Regions from separate parts of the Zea mays genome. Here region 2 is linked to region 1. The links are chromatin contacts, called in public Hi-C maps. All regions are on one chromosome and are shown on one strand. The core of a region is the stretch at or near the end of the contact, and the rest is flanking DNA. Distances in the headings are between cores, read along the strand shown. Region 1 has its middle 20 kb from the start of LOC100382270. Region 2 holds the start of LOC118476630.

Region 1 (7,879 bases), core at 3,598-6,097:
CCATCTTGCCACCGGGTTGGACTGTCGAGTGGGACCCTACCTCGGCTGAGGAGGAGCATGAGGAGTGATGGGACAGGCTTCCCCATCTCTCTGTTTAATTACCGTTAGTTTTATTCCGCTGCACTTCGAACACTGATGGCTACTTTTGCAAAACTCCAATGGTGATGTAATAATTTTAATACTCTTACCTGCATGGTTTTATGCTTTATTGTATTTGCTCTGTGACTCACCTTCGAGTGAGATTGTGGTACTTGATCCTGTCAGTGGCCGTGTCGGACTACATCCGAGGGATTGACGGTTTATTCCCCTTTAAGTGTGGTCCAGCCTCTAAGGCGGGGCTTAGGCACTTAAGTTGGAATAATTCGGGCAGTTCCACCACAGTCGCGACATCCATCGCAACAAAAATGTCTAAGTCCTCATTGGACGACTCGTCCATTTTCGCGAAAGAACCTAAGTCATCATCATCCACTGACGACTGAGAATCAAAACAATCGCTTAAACTATCGTAATCTGAGGGGCTCTGACAAGCCAAAGGGGTAACACACAACATGTTATCCAATGGGTCCTCTTCCTTGGTCAAGGCGACTCTAGAATCGCTTTGCGCAGGCCCCCGCAGAGGAACCTGTGCAAAACCATTGTTTGCAAAAATATCAGTCATCCTTCGCAACACTACCAAACTAAACAAAGCCTATCAACAAGTCTACACCTTGCCCTCATTCAAAGCAGTATCAGACAGGGCCCATTGCTTGCACTCCAGACGTAGGAGTAGTCGGCCCCACGACCAACAAGTCGCTAATGCCAACCGGTAACCACCTCCAGCCTGAGTTGCTGACCTGTTGACCTACTTACTGTTGTGCTGGACTGGACGCCTGGATTGCTAGATGTTGCTTGTTGCAATGCTGGTTGCTCACTAGAATTTTGGAACTTACTATAACCTGCATGATACTTGTAGTTATGGTACTCACTGGTTCATGAATTAAGTTGCTTGATGCTGCTCCAGATCGACTGCAACATGTTTCAGATAATCATATTCTACTTATGTTATGAACTTTTGGATTATACTTTTGGCTACATACGTATTTTTAGTATACTTATGAAGTAATGATAGTAATATTATGTATTTTCTACTTAATTATTGTCTAAATTCGTGTTTGTAGACTATACAGGGATCTGGGCGTAGTAGGCTCACGAGCCGACTCGAGCTAGCTTGCAAGCCTCCACCGAGCCAGTTTATCGAGCTCATCTAGTACCCGAGTCAAGCCAAACTCGACTTGTTAAATCACCGAGCCGAGTCGAGTCGAGCCAGGCTCGACTTGGCTCGTTTCCACCCCTAATCGCGCGAGTGTGTATCCCATGTGTCGGCCACCATGGTTAGTCACTCGGTGTCTCCAGTCCCTTAGTCAAGTCCCAGCGCTCGTCATTCACCGCTCCCGGTCCATCGGCATGAACCCGCATGACCTTCACCTTTGTCGTCGACCACCGTCCCTATGCTCCACACTTGCACACCACAAGCCGACAGACATGGTTGCACAACATATAACTCACACCTTGATTAGTCCATGACTCAACTCGAGACGCTACCCGTTGACAATCACTCATCATCAACCCAAACCATTACGGACTAGTCAACCTTGTGTTCGCATGGTCTTGGGCGGCAGACGCAATGGACTAGTCTGGTGGGTCATCAGACGAGTTTTGAAGACAGGTTGTTTCAAAACGAAGAGCTGGTGCACCAGCCCAGTTCGGTGGTGCACTAGACCTCTAACAATTCAACAGTCATCTCCAACTCCAACTACTATGCTCACATGGCGAGGGTCCGGTGGCACAATGGACTGGTCCGATGCCCCTAAAGGTCTGATGCGATGCAGAGCTGTGTAGTTTTGTCCACTTCACTCCAATGGCTATGTGTGGTGGTTAGGGATATAAATACACCCAACCAGCACATTGAACACAAAGAGCTACACCCAACATCTCTACACTTAGTGCAACTACTCTCAAGCATTCAATAGCCTCCAAACACCACGTCTAAGTGAACTTAGCTAGAAAAGAGTTAGCTCTTTGTGAGAGATTTGTTTTTTGAGTTGTTGCAAAGTTTTTGTGCTTTTGATTGTGTTTCATTCTCATTTGCAACCTCATTGTTTATCCATGTAAAGCTAGCAAGATACACAAAATTGTGTAGTGATCCTTGCGGGGACATTGTGTCTTTTGAGATTGAGAAGAAGCACTCAACCAGTCTAAGTGACCGATTGTGAGAGGGAAAGGGTTAAAAGTGACCCATCCTTACTGGACTCCTCAACGGGGATGTAGGTTCTTCAAAGCCAAAGCTCGGGAAACAAATAACTTGTGTTCTTTGTGTTGATTCTTAATTGTGATTTATTTCTTCCTCTCTCTCTCCCTAGTTCTCTTGCTTGTGTTTGATTCTATATCATTTGAGTTGCTCTCAAAGTTATTCCATAATCATTTGAGAAACTATAGCAAGAAGAACAACTCTCCCTCACTCTGATTGTTTCAATTCTTGTTCTAACACCTAACCAGAGTTTGAGTTTTTGTTTTAAGTTGTAAATTACAGGTTTTGCCTATTCATCCCCATTTAGGTGATTTTCATACCTTCAAGGGTATGATTTCATCCCCAATGAGCACATGTCTTAAGGCTTTCTACCTTACCACTTGCTTGCCCCCCCCCCCCGCCCCGAGTTGGATTCCTCAAGTAATTGAGGATAACAACTCTTTGGTCAGTCACATTGTTCTATAGAATCTCCAACTCAAGGTCCTGGTTAACAACTCGGTAATGCTCGACCCAGTCATTTGGGTCTGCCTCGGTAATGCTCGACCCAGTCATTTGGGTCTGCGCAGCCAGACAAAAGCTTTCCCTTGCCCCGTGCGCAATAGGGCACACCTTAATTGCTCGCATTGAATGCGGGCGGTGAGCTTGCTTCTGTCCGAAGGCTTCTGCCACGCGGCCATGAGCCATGTGTCGACACTGGACTCCTATCCGAGCGGAGAGTGGGGACCAAGGGCACATGCTGGCCTGAAGACTTGGGTCATGCCTGTCGGGGTCTGGATGTAAGACAGGAGGTCCGGGACCCACCTATGGGGGTTCGAACGACACACGTGGAGGTCAAGGACTCGCCATGAGGGTTCGTACGGTACACGTGGAGGTCTAGGAGCCATCATGGGGGTCCGGACGACATACGAGGAGGTCAAGGACCCACCCATGGGGCTTGGACGGCTTACGTGGAGGACCAGGACCCACACATGGGGGTCTGGGTGGCACGCATAAGGGTTCGGGCCCACTCGTGGGGGTCCAGACCCATGGGAGTAGTCGCTGAGCATCTTCTCTTGTGGGACACGTGGCACCAGAGCTGTACCTGAGCAGGGAGTGGGTTCCGAGGCCAGCGGTCCTGTTAGACGGGTCCGGTCCTATAGGTCCGGCTGCTCAGTTTCTTAGTACGCGGTTAGACCTAACCATGCAGGTATCCGCCTTGACACAGTTGAAGTGGATACCCTAGTTACGAGGTACCAACATGTTCCATGTTTGACTCGTGCTTTAAAGGAGCACTAGTCATATATTCGTGCGTTGCCACGGTTTTTATATATCACATGAGTAGAATTTTTTTAATTAAACAAAAAAATATGTGTAAACTATTGATTAGCTAGATGTGAATGTGAAGCCAACCACCAATGTAAACTTATTTTTTTTATAAAGCGGAAAGGGGAAGGGTAACACACGATGACTGTGGAACCACGAGTTAGACTAGAAAGAAGTATAAAGATTTTTTTTAAAGAGATAAAAATATTTGGACCACGAGTTAGATTAGAAAGGAGTATAATGATTTTTTTGCAAAAAGATATGATGGTGCAAACCAGGAAAATTGGTGTTTTATAGGAATATAAATGGAGAAGAGACATGAAAGAGAAGAGAGAGAGAGAGAGAGAAATGCCAAAAGTGCGAAGTTCACTTTGCTCTAGATGAGCCGATTGAGTATTTATTTAAGAATCAAGACCGGCGTTATGCGGTAAGCCCATGACGTTATGAGTTGGGTTGGAGATTTCGGGACACGGGCCTTAACACAGCCCGGCATACATAGTGATCAACTTATCTGGGCTGCTTTTCTGAGCTTTAATTTACATGGGCTTCTACGTAAGGAATTCCTATATTTAAGGAAGGTCACAAACAGCCTAAAAGGCCACTCGTACTTTTTAGTTTTAAAATTGCTATCACAGAGAGTAAAATAGAGAAAATCAATCATACCCTGATTTCTACTGCCAAAGAACTAAAATAGAGATAACGTCCGTTTATCATAAGTCTCTCCTAAATCAAGTTTTTTTAGAAAAATATAAAAACGTGTCTCCAACAGTTCTCCTAAAATGCTATCAATTTTTTCTAGACCTTAAAACAACTTATAGCTACAAATAAAAGATTTTTTAAGCTCCCTAGAATCTGTCGTTTTAATGGATCTATTAGAGAAATGATTAAAATTTATCAACTAATTTTTTAGATAACTCTTAAAACTAACTTTCAGAGTCATTTTATGGGAGCTCACGTAGATAACAGTATAAACGTTTGGCAGTTGCACCAAAACCAAGCGGCCTTCCAAAACGCTCTCGTCCTACCGGCCGACCCCGCGGCGGCAGCGATCCACAGGTGTCATGCACTGTGGCTGCACCCAGCCTCCAATCCTCCATTCAAGTTCCGCTCCCAAAGGCCCAAACCGAGGTTAAAAAAACAGGCGATGGCGACACCGCGAAACACGACGCCGCCGCGAATGATTGGGAGTGAGAGGGATCGCGTGAGCGGCGCGTACGGAGTGTACGCCACGCGACGCGGGGCGGGAGGCAGATGAATGATGATGACAAGGGCAAGCGGGCCGCGACAAGATCCACGATCCTAGGAGGCGCTGGTACATGATCGCCCCCCTTCCCTGCCTGGATTTTTGTTCGCTTCCCATTCCCGCCTGCGCCTTGTCTCTACCTGCTTGGATATTGCCAGATTCCTGCCCTCGTCATATGGCGGGCTCGCCCCCTCCCTAGGGCGGCTGTATCTTCCTCCTTGCTGTGCCCTGCAGCGGCGCCAGGTGCGGCCGCCGAGATAAAGGGGTGTGGGGTTACCGGTCTCTGCGAAAGTTAGGCTCAATTTTGCGCCGAACCGAGCCGATTGTGCCCCGATCGAAGGGTGCACAGTAGGATCTACGGGCATCACGCTTTCGGCCTTATGCCAAGGCAGGCATTGCTGTTCTCGGTTTTCCTGATCACGCGGAGAAATCGAATGCTACATAGTACATACCACTTACCAGTTACGTGGTGTTTGCGTCCATGCATTTTTTTGGTTTTTTAATCTGGTGGCCTCAGCTGAGGTCCTCATTTTTACGATTAGTTGTTTTTTTCAAGCAGCTGCTTAGTTTATTACTATTAGATTTTCGGGAGTAGTAAATAATATTGCACGTTTTTAAGTAGTAGTCTTAGAAGGGTATGGTTACACTAATCCATTTCCGAAACTACTGTATTGCCTCCAGGGTCCAGTTATTTATTCAGCATTGATAGTCTCCTCCGGGTTTCTCTTGTCTTGGACATAGTAATATGCTGCCTTTATCGGCAAAACTACAGGCTCCTAACTGTTTGCAAACAGATGCACTGACAAAAGGAGTCGAATCGCAAACATGCGGGGCCTGTGTTTGCTCCCTAATCTTGCTCAATAGGATTAACAAACTGAAACATTGTGTGTGGCATGCAATGGAAACAGAAAATCCATTTAGTTGATTTGGCTTAAGCATGAAACAGTTCACTCTGTTAGAATCCTCATTAGTTGAATGAATGGAGCTGATAATTATGTCTAAGATTCTTATATGTATGGAATCTACCATTTTTAATATCATGGCACACAATGCAGAATAGTTCTATGATGCTTGGCTGCTGTCCATGTGGTTACCATCTGTTATTCCTGAAATTATGCAAATGAATTCAGTTTATGTAATTCTTAAATTAATTACGCATGGTTGCAGAAGGCAGAGCATTCAAGTCATGCGTATTTGAATATTTGATTAACTTATTTGGCATACCATTGACTCACATGGTAATGGAAAAATCTCCTAAAATACAAGGCAATGAGTGACATGTAGAAGAGCTCAAGGCAAATAACTATGACACACGATATTGAACTAGTAGATTAGAGGACGGGAAGCCCTAAGTTCTTGGATCCTGCACGATTAAGAATAATTGTTGTTAGCATCTAGGAAAAATCATATCTCCGCATATTGTTCAAATGCCTTCTGAAGATTACATCAGTACAAGAAACCTGAAGGTGGGGGGGGGGGGGGGGGGGCGTTGATACGAGCCCCGTGTCCCAGAGATCTCGTACTCTAGGGATCATGCCCGGCGGCTCTAGCTAAGTCTGGTGCCCCCATGTCGAAAGACCAGATCCAAGAACCTCTTGGCCTTTAGGACTCTCTTGGCGTTCAGGGCTCTACTGGTCGGAAATCAAATTCACTGTTCTGCCAAGTGTAAGGACCCCTGTAGGCTACATCCACAACTTGGTAATCGAAGCCCTTAGGGCAAGACGACCCTAGCGGTATAACCCTGGTGCCATGTATACCCCTACCTAGGACAACCACCGGGTGCTGAGCTGTTAAGATAAGGCTTCCTCCATCATATTAAATGTGACATGAGACATTATGCTCAAAGAGGTGCACTGTTGCCGTAACGGAGGTAGCAGGTGTACCCATGACCACTGTACATTGTCCCTGTAGGCACAACAATGGATAGCAAGGGTACCTGGGATCATTGTACAGTGCGTGCCATTGTCCTTGTAGTCACGCCTGAATTTGCCAACATACCTGCAAGCATTATAAAGTGCAAGCAGCTACACCGTTTATCAACTACGTTGTACCCATGGTGTGATCTTAGGTCATAGGTCCTGCCACTATGAAAGTACGTATCAACCCCTACAGCATGAGTACATGTACAAGACGATCTCAACACTATGGCAATATACCTGCAAGCATTATAAATCTCTCGTATGATAGTAACTTGACAGTATCCAGGATCAGCGTGCCTCTAGCCTGTGTCCCTCGCTCTGTCCTTCACTCATCAATACATTTGGGTAGCTACAGTATCCTGATGTTGCTACACCACAATAATTGTTAGGACAGTAGATTACAAGATGAGAAAAATAATATTTAGATGGCACCTGCGGTTTTGAGCGTGTGGAAGTGTGCTGTTTTGCTAGGAGATAGAATCATGTGAGAAGTGGTGGTATTGAAAATTTAAAAAAGTTGTGGGATGAGAAGGGGAAATGATGACAGGACTGCATCCTTCTTAACAGAAGATAGGCATGGGGCTGGAGAGGCACAAGTGAAAGACTGATATGCCTGACGATGCAACTGTTCTCACATAACCTGTACATGAACTGATGATTTCTCTCTGTTGCCAGTTGGTGTAGACTCTGCATACCTTGTCCATATGAAGTCAATAACTCAAGAGATACCTTGTCCACATCATGATGCCTAGTAGTAAAAGATTTCATTGTTAAGTACACTTATCTCTCTCTTCATGGAAAGTGAATATGCTAATTTTACTACATTCTGAACTTGACAACATCAATAATCAATACATCGACAGTATTTGACGAAATGACCAGTTGGCTGCTTTTTTTAAAAAAACTGAGATTACTGTATTACTGGACTGCATTCAATCACAGTTTTGCTTGTATGTGGCAAGGATAGCAGTTTCTTGACTGAGTTCAAGTTGATTCTTCAGCTGCAGAGAGCAAATCAATTAGCTTCTAATTTGAGAAAGTGAGTTTTATAGTGAAATACTGAGATAAGGCTGCTCAAAATTGGGTATAGGCTATCTTGTACCTAGAGCTATAAGAGCATCTCCAACA
Region 2 (7,879 bases), core at 3,350-5,849, 210 kb before region 1:
ACCGGCGCTGCTGCCATTCTGCGCCGGGAGGCTGTTGTGACGGAGCAGCCTCGGGACGACGTCGCACTTGAGGGAGAGGTCGAAGTCCGAGAGCATGATGTGGCCGTCGCCGCGCACCAGCACGTTCTCCGGCTTCAGGTCCCTGTACACCACCCCCATCATGTGCAGGTACTCCAGGGCTAGCACCGTCTCGGCCACATAGAACCTGCCACCGTGTATGTATCATTCGAGTTATCTTCTTTTTTTTCACAAAGATAATCACGTCTTTAATACAAAACATTGCGTTCGACAGTGATCTGGAGAGGATAAACATCGCCTGCTAGCTTGTGCATACAGATACAGCCAGCCAGCCAGCCGGCATATACATGTCGCTATACGCGCAGCTCAGATCGTCAGCTTAGCTAAAGCCCTAGTGGTTCCAACAGATATGCTTGGAAAGATTGGCACGGCGAGACAAAAAGAGCCTGCTGAAAGCTATGGCACCGATGCCCGTGAAAAGAGGATCACTAGCCTAAAGTGCCATGCTTTTACAAAAGTGACACTGAAATAAACAAAGCTTGACCCCGAAACAGAGCTCTGCTTACCAAGCCCCAGTTTCAGATGTGACGAGAACCCAAACAAAAAAAAAAACTCATGCAGCCATGCGAGAGTTTGGGAAGAAAAAAAAAATCCACAGTACAGTACAGTACAGTACAGTACCTCGCTGAGGAGATGCTGAATCGCCTGCCGGGCTGCCGCTGGCGGGCAACATGCAAGTCCCCGCCGGGGCAGAACTCCATGACGAGGCAGGCGTAGTGCGACGCCTCGAAGTCGGCGTACAATGTGGGGAGGAAGGGGTGGTCGAGCGCGCGGAGGATCTCGCGCTCCACCTCCGCGCGCCGCAGCTTCTTGCGGAACGCCAGCGCGTCCTTGTCCACCACCTTCATGGCGTACAGGCACCCCGTGGTGGACCAGGGCTCGCGCAGCTGGCAGAGGTAGACGTTCCCGAGGTCGCCGCTGCCCAGGCGCCGCACCAGGCGGAAGTGCTCCAGGCCGACGCGGCCCGCGGCGGCGCGGACGCGCCCGATGGCCTCCCACTCGGCCTGGTTCGCCTTGTGAGGCTTGTGGCGGTGGCGGCACGCCGGCGCGTCCCAGCCTCGCCCCGCCACGGAGCGCGCCGAGACCGAGCTGGCGCTGCCAATGTCGCTGATCCAGCTCCGGCGGGAGCCGCCCGGCGCCGTCAGCGAGGACCGGCTGCTGTCGTAGTCGGACTCCTCTCTGATGGTAGCCATTGATGAGGCTCCAAGACAGACAGACAGACAGACGCGCAGCGGGAGCGCGAGACCGACCCAAAGGGAAGCTAGTAGGCTTTCGTCTCTGCCTCCCAGGCAGCTAACTCCTCTGTGTTGCTATATAAGCAGGGGAGGGGGTGGACGGGACGACTGTGGCTGCCATGAGATGAGCTAATGTGTGGTCGTGTGGATAGCAGGTTTAAAAATGTTTAAAGCCGCGTAAGCCAGCTTTACACTGCAGGAGAGTATCTATTGCTATGTATATAACTATTCCCAAGGATCTAACAGGGTTTGATTCACCTTTTTCTCCACTTGCATGGATGATTACAGGCCAGAATCATTGCATCATTGGACCCCCCACAAGGGCTAGTTGGAAACTGCCTGGCTAAGTGTGTCCTCAAGGCTCAAGCTGCTAGCTGCTAGCTGCACTGCACGAGAGTAAACCCAAGCAGCAAGTATAGATGGGACGTACAAAGCGTATTGAAAGGGAAAGGGGAAAAAAAAAGAGCATGGCTGAAGAACTGGAATCGAGCGATGAAGTTTGCAAGAGTTTCCAGTGCAAGAGCATGGTGGTGACATTGCTTTTATGCCTGCATGGGGGGGTCACATGAAGAAGAACCAGCGGCAAGCCGGCTGCTAGCATTGTGATTAATAAAGAAGAGAAGAAGATAACTGCTAAAGCTTTTTTGCAGCTGAAAGGCTACACATGCACCACCCGTGCAGCAGCAATTACACAGCCACCTCCACTCCCACCTCACCTCACCTCACAGCTGCCCCGAAACCATATAAAAAGATGCCTACCCTTTCCTTCCTCTGCTGTCCTCCCACCTCCCCCTTCCTCTTTTCTTCCTCTTTTGGTACGTGTCTTTTAAGGGTTCTTCATGTGATTCCATTCAGTGGCCACGTCAACCACCCAGCCTTTCCACCCATTTCTCCCATGCCATGTCGCCTAGGCTGGTCACTTCTGCCGTCTTCTGCCTGCGTGTGTGAGTGAGGCAGCAAGGCTACAATAGCGTTAGGACATGTCTGGTTCGTGCCAACACCTGTCCACGTTGAACCATGCATGGCTGGCTTTGGTTCTTGTAGAGCAGGTATTAAAACTATATATGGTGGACACTGCATCCCCCAAATTTTTTTTACAAGGCACTGTAATTCACCACACTTACAGCTGTAATACAAATAGATAATTAGATAGAAACAAAGAATACACAGCCAGCATTGTACTTGTACTACAAAAAAGGGGCTCCAATGCCATGTCCAACACTATCAGCGAGAAATAGCGTTTCAGTCTCACCAGGCATATCATGGAGCAAACATTGCCGCCCAACCGCCTCAGATTTTCTGCCTTTTACTAGAACCTTTTTTTTTTGCGTCTGCCAGTACCAGCACAGCAGCCATACGTCATATACACCTGGTATCAGGCCAATGTATTGTACAATCCTGCATTCTCTCTCTCTCTCTCTCACACACACACACACACACATAGCCAACAAACACGCAGAGACAGTGCAGCACGGAGAAGTTACTGGGGCATCTCCAACTGGGATTGTGGGAACACTGAGAACACCGTATCTTGGTGGCAGATCTGCCTGCCAACACAATGTCTGGTCGGGTTGGATCCTTTTTGCAGCTTGCTAGTAGTGCTATCTGACAATAGTTACAACTGTCTTTCGCCAACAGAAAGAAAATAAATACTACTTGCAATTAACAACAACTGAGTCATCATGTAATGAGCATTGGACATTGATGCACCATTAGGATTGAACAAGCTCGCGAGTCATCAAAGTAACCGGTACGAAAAGAACCATCGTGTTCCCAACTAACAATGTGGTAACAGGGAAATGGTCAAACGAGGGAAAGAAACTAAGATTGAAATGATGAAGAAAATTATATGTTAAGGTAGTTGTGTAACTATGAAAGCATTAAGGCAGTTGTGTAACTATGAAAAGCATATGTGTCATCTTATTCAACATGTTTTTATGTATGGAATAACATAATGCAAGCAATGCAATTACACACATAACTGGAGATAAATTTGTCAGGTACTATTCCCATTCCAAATTATAAGGTGTTTTGTCTTTTCTAGATATATAACTTTTACTATACATGTATATATACATTATGTTTAGATACATAGTTAAGATAATGTCTTGAGAGAAGCCAAAATCTCTTATAGGTTGGAATGAGGGGAGTACTATTGAACTAAAGGATAGATTCAGAGGAGTAACCACATATTCACATTCTACAGTGTTGTCAGTGGATCACTCTCTAGAGACACACAGCCACCTTTTTCACTTTAGAGGACGACACCATCGGCAAACACAAGAGAAAAAAGGGCCTCTCCCACACTGCAAAAGCACAGCCATCGGAATCATTGCCAAACAAGCCCGATTCATAAAAGGTTATCCTGGCCAGGGCGAAAAAGTTTTGTTTCCCGCAATCATACCAGCGCTGTGGGTTACCAGGTCCACGAGCGAAAGGTAAACAAGACAATAATACAAAGGAGGAAGGGGAATATCCATGGGACGGGAGGGGTTGTCTGATCAGCAGGAGCTTAAGCCTCACAGAGCAGAGCGTGGTATTGATGAATAGTGGCTTGTGGACTGCCACCCAGCTTTATTATTATTATTATTATTAATCCATGGGTCAATGCACGGCTGGACCTGGCTGGTTCCATAATAAGGCGAATTGTTTACTTAGAAAAAGGATTAACAGTGACAAAAGGTTAAATAAACAAATGTGGGCAGCTTGGAGATCCCGGGTCAACAGTGTGTAGATTTTTTTTTGGTGAGGCAAGAGTGCGTCGTCTGCAGAGAAATAGATAACGGTTAGCATCATTCTGTCATTGACCAAAACTGCAAAACCCATAAACAACTTATCAGCACGTTTCCTGGCCATCTCTGAGTCAGTGGTCCACGCACGCTTGACACTACACAGTAGAAAGAAGTAGAAAGTATGCGTTAGATAACCACAAGGTACGGACCAATCGCTTGGTATTCAACTAAAATAAGTACATGTGAACCTACCACATGGAAAATACCATTAGTGTGTATACACAACGAAAAACAGTATTATAGTTGTAGAAGTTGTGCATAACTGGAAGGTTTGGAGAGCTAAGAGTTACTAAGAAGATGTGAAGGAAAAGATTTTTTTTGCAATTCCTGACAGAGAAGAGATTTATTTTTCTCTCTCTCCCTGCAGTCATGGTTGGGTACTGGTCCTAGATTTTACTACAGTATAAAATTTATAAACATTCTGCGAATAACCAGCGGCGCGGGAAGTGCAAATACATTAGCAAATCGACGACCACTATGACATGCATGCTGTGAATTATTTCTCACCACCGGATTGGGCTTGGGCCGTCCGCATATATTATCTTCCAAAAGTGAACGGAACTGGCCGTCTCCGGATTCAACAAATTCGGCTTCTACACAAGGAAGAGACGAAAGGCTACACTGGGCCGCACCCATGGTAAGCCCGCTACAAAGGAGACTCCGCTGCTCGTTCTCGGCGACTCCCCTTCACCTCCGCCGCTGGCAGCCGTCTCCCGACCGCGGCGGCGCCTCCTCCCACTCCTCCTCGTCGATCTCGACTCGGTTAGTCTCGTCTTATTATTCCCACACTGCACTGCACTCGTTTCTCCTCCTCGCACCCGATCCCGGCGCGGGCTCCTCGACTTGTGTCGTCAAGTCGTCGAGTGCGGTGGGGGTGGGGTTCCTTGTCGGCGGACGTGGATCAAACTATCCGACGGCAACGCTTTCGATTGACGAGGTATTCTCTAGGGTTTGGTAGGGCCTGCTGCCTGCACAGGCTGTTCCGAACTCCAGCGGTGCGTGGAAACGGTGTTTTGTATGTTCGTAGAATGGAGTTTAAAACCAGGAGTGAGATAGTTAGTCTGAAGATAGCCTTACCTTCTATGTAGCCCTTCTTTTGCATTTTAATCTTTTTTTTTCTAAAAATTTTAAGTTTTATCCTCAAACGATGTAATCTAATTTTTAAACACCTCAGCGTCGTAACTTACGGTGTCGAGCTCGGTGCCACAAATCCTTGCGTCGAGCTTGGAAGTAAAAGAAGTGGTCGCTAGCGCGTCTCTCGATACACCGTTGCCTCTCACGCGTCTTCTCTCGCTGTCTCCCCCCTATCGTGGTCGTTGTTGCGTCGTCCCCGAGTTAGTAATTTAGTTGATAACATTATTTAGTTAGAAAACTTGCTAGTTAGTTAGCAAACTTGTTTTTTAGTTTGTAATTTAGTTAGTAATTTATTGTAACACCTAAATTGTAAAAGATCATATAAAAGGAGAGTAGTGCCTCCCTTTATTCATTTATGTGAATTTCACCTATTTGTCATCCTGTGAACACCATATTTAAACACAAAATAATTAACAAAAATATATGCCACTAAAATATGCATCATGCTGGGATTTTCTTTTGTGTGCACGTTGTGACAAAATAAAATAATGAATGTAGCTAGAAAAATAATAAAGTCCCAAAGGGGAAATTTAGAAGATAAAGAAATTATAGAAGTTAGAAAAGAGGAGATGTATAAAGACTTAAGATAAAAACAATGTATATATAAATATATCTCCAAATTGATACTGTTCATAGCATAATATAAAATTGGGGATAAATTTTCACAGGAATGGAAATTTAAATTTGAAGGGAGTTTGAAGTTGAAAAAGGAAAAAAAAAGGAAAAAGAAATATAAAAGAAAAAGAAAAAGAAAAAGAAAAGAACCCCTCGTGTTGGGCCCAATGTGAGCAGACTGGCCCATTTACATCAACCGTGCCCACTGTTGGAGTCGCGCGCTGACACGCGGGACCCTCGCGACAGCCTCTCCGCGCGCGTCAGCCTGGGTGCCGTGCTCTCCCTTTTTCCCCGCGTGGCTTACCTGTGGGTCCCACCTGTCATCTTGTCGCCCAGCTGTGTCGTGGCCGAACGGACCGCTTCTTTCGCCATGGCCACTGACCCGCCGTTGCAACCTCCGCGGAGATCTCGGGCTCCTGGGGTTTTCCGCGACTCCACCTTCTGGATCGTCCGCCACGGATAAATACTCTCCCGGCAGCTCGGGCGCAGCACGTCCCTCCATTCCACTGTCAGCTCCGTGAACCGAGGGAAGAGAGAAGGCGGAGCACCGCCGCGGGTGAACTAGGGACCACCGTCGCTCCGGTGGAACTTGTAGGGGAGATAGCTTCGCACTCTCTGGTGGATCGTATCTGCTGTTCTCGTTGAGCTCCTGTGGCCGTAAATCGGTGGCGATTGCTCGACGACTTTCCCCCTTCGTCGTGGCTTGCATCTCTGCGTGAACTGCGCTACCATCGTCACTAACCCAGGTAAGTGATGCCCAGAGCTATTCGTCGTGGTCTCTACTTCGTTTAGCACTAGGTTGATTCAGGATTGGGCGTCGGACGGTACGAGCAGAGCCCACGCCGGCGAACCTCCGCCTTGGGCACTCGGGTGCCGCCGTGGCCGGCCCGTCAGGGGAGAAGAAGATGATGCGTGGGGCCGTTGGATATCCATCATGCGGTTAGGATTAGATGCAGGCGTGTGAGGTTTTGAGCCATGGATTTACGGATCAGGGGCCAGGATCACCCCTGCATACCCCTTTTCGCTTGTGAGATCGTGACCATTGATCGCGTACTCGACGGCTTAGATTAGATCTAGGGGAAAGTTGGCCCTCAACCGTCGATCGTGCAGGGAATGGCCTAGATCAAATTTGGCGTATCCCTTCATGTCATTAAATCCGAACCGTGATTCCCATATCTGACGGCCTCGATGCGGTGCCGGTTCGAAGTTAATCTGGACCTAATCCACACCGTTCATTTGCAATCGTGCGACCCAGATACCGTCGTACCCCTTCGTCCACATCATTTGCATAAGAGACCCCGGGTTCTTTCGGATTCAACCCGCAATCCACCTGGTGGGTCATATGTGTCTTAGAAATCTTACACCGAGAATCCTGTATTTTCCAGGAATTGAGGCCCAGTCCAGAGGAGATTAAAAACAGAGAAATAATTATAGAAATCCATTTTTAATACAAAAACAATTCTAGAAACTTGTAAAATGCATAGAAAATTCATTTTAGCTCCAAATCGAACCATTCCAATTTCTAAAATTTTGTAATTTTATTCTCTACCATTTAGTGACTCTGTTTTGACATGAAAACAGTTAGAAAATTTATTTATCATTTAATCCTATTTCAAGCACATTAAATCTTAGGAAATTCATAACTTGAAATCTATAACCCCAAATTTAATGATTCCAGTTCTAATGATCTTATTTTAATGTGTAGATTTTCACTGTATATTTTATTTGCATGTTTGATGTGATGTTAATTTATGCTATACTATGTATGTATTTTGTTGATGCGAGTAGACGAGCAAGCCACTGTGGAATCTGAGGTTCAACAAGTAGAGATAGCTGAGCAGGAGCTCATTGAAGGCAAGTTGTGCCCTTGATCACTTACTTTTCCCAGCCATGTTCTTATTAATTTTAATGATCTGCATAGGTTAATTTTGATGGGATCCTTTAGGTTACCCCAGTTTTGGTTATCTTTATACCTTGTTCACCACTGAAATATTTTTGGGTAGTACTTGCTATTGCTTTATGTGG

Evidence for each region. Hi-C and Micro-C count contacts between places; a contact is called where the count stands out from the background.
Region 2: a contact with region 1 is called in a Hi-C map of leaf, with 7 times the contacts expected there. The contact joins the promoter of LOC118476630 here to the enhancer-like site in region 1. A contact is called at or near these places in 7 of 25 Hi-C or Micro-C datasets (ear and leaf).

What each region holds. Positions count from the first base shown.
Region 1 is chr3:11,229,894-11,237,772 of Zm-B73-REFERENCE-NAM-5.0, reverse strand. No RefSeq gene overlaps it. Among protein-coding and RNA genes, the nearest start is that of LOC100382270, 20 kb to the right of the region's middle. Within about 2 kb of position 4,847, at least 16 of the 20 cell types and tissues checked have an H3K27ac peak or open chromatin away from gene starts, as enhancers often do. A contact at or near this core is called in ear and leaf, where this site is marked.
Region 2 is chr3:11,440,437-11,448,315 of Zm-B73-REFERENCE-NAM-5.0, reverse strand. LOC118476630 reads left to right here and starts at 4,599. Exons shown (of 2, transcript XM_035966147.1): 1 at 4,599-4,867; 2 at 7,643-7,879. It overlaps LOC100273930, which reads right to left and starts at 1,359. Exons shown (of 2, transcript NM_001148322.1): 1 at 700-1,359; 2 at 1-205. The coding sequence starts at 1,271.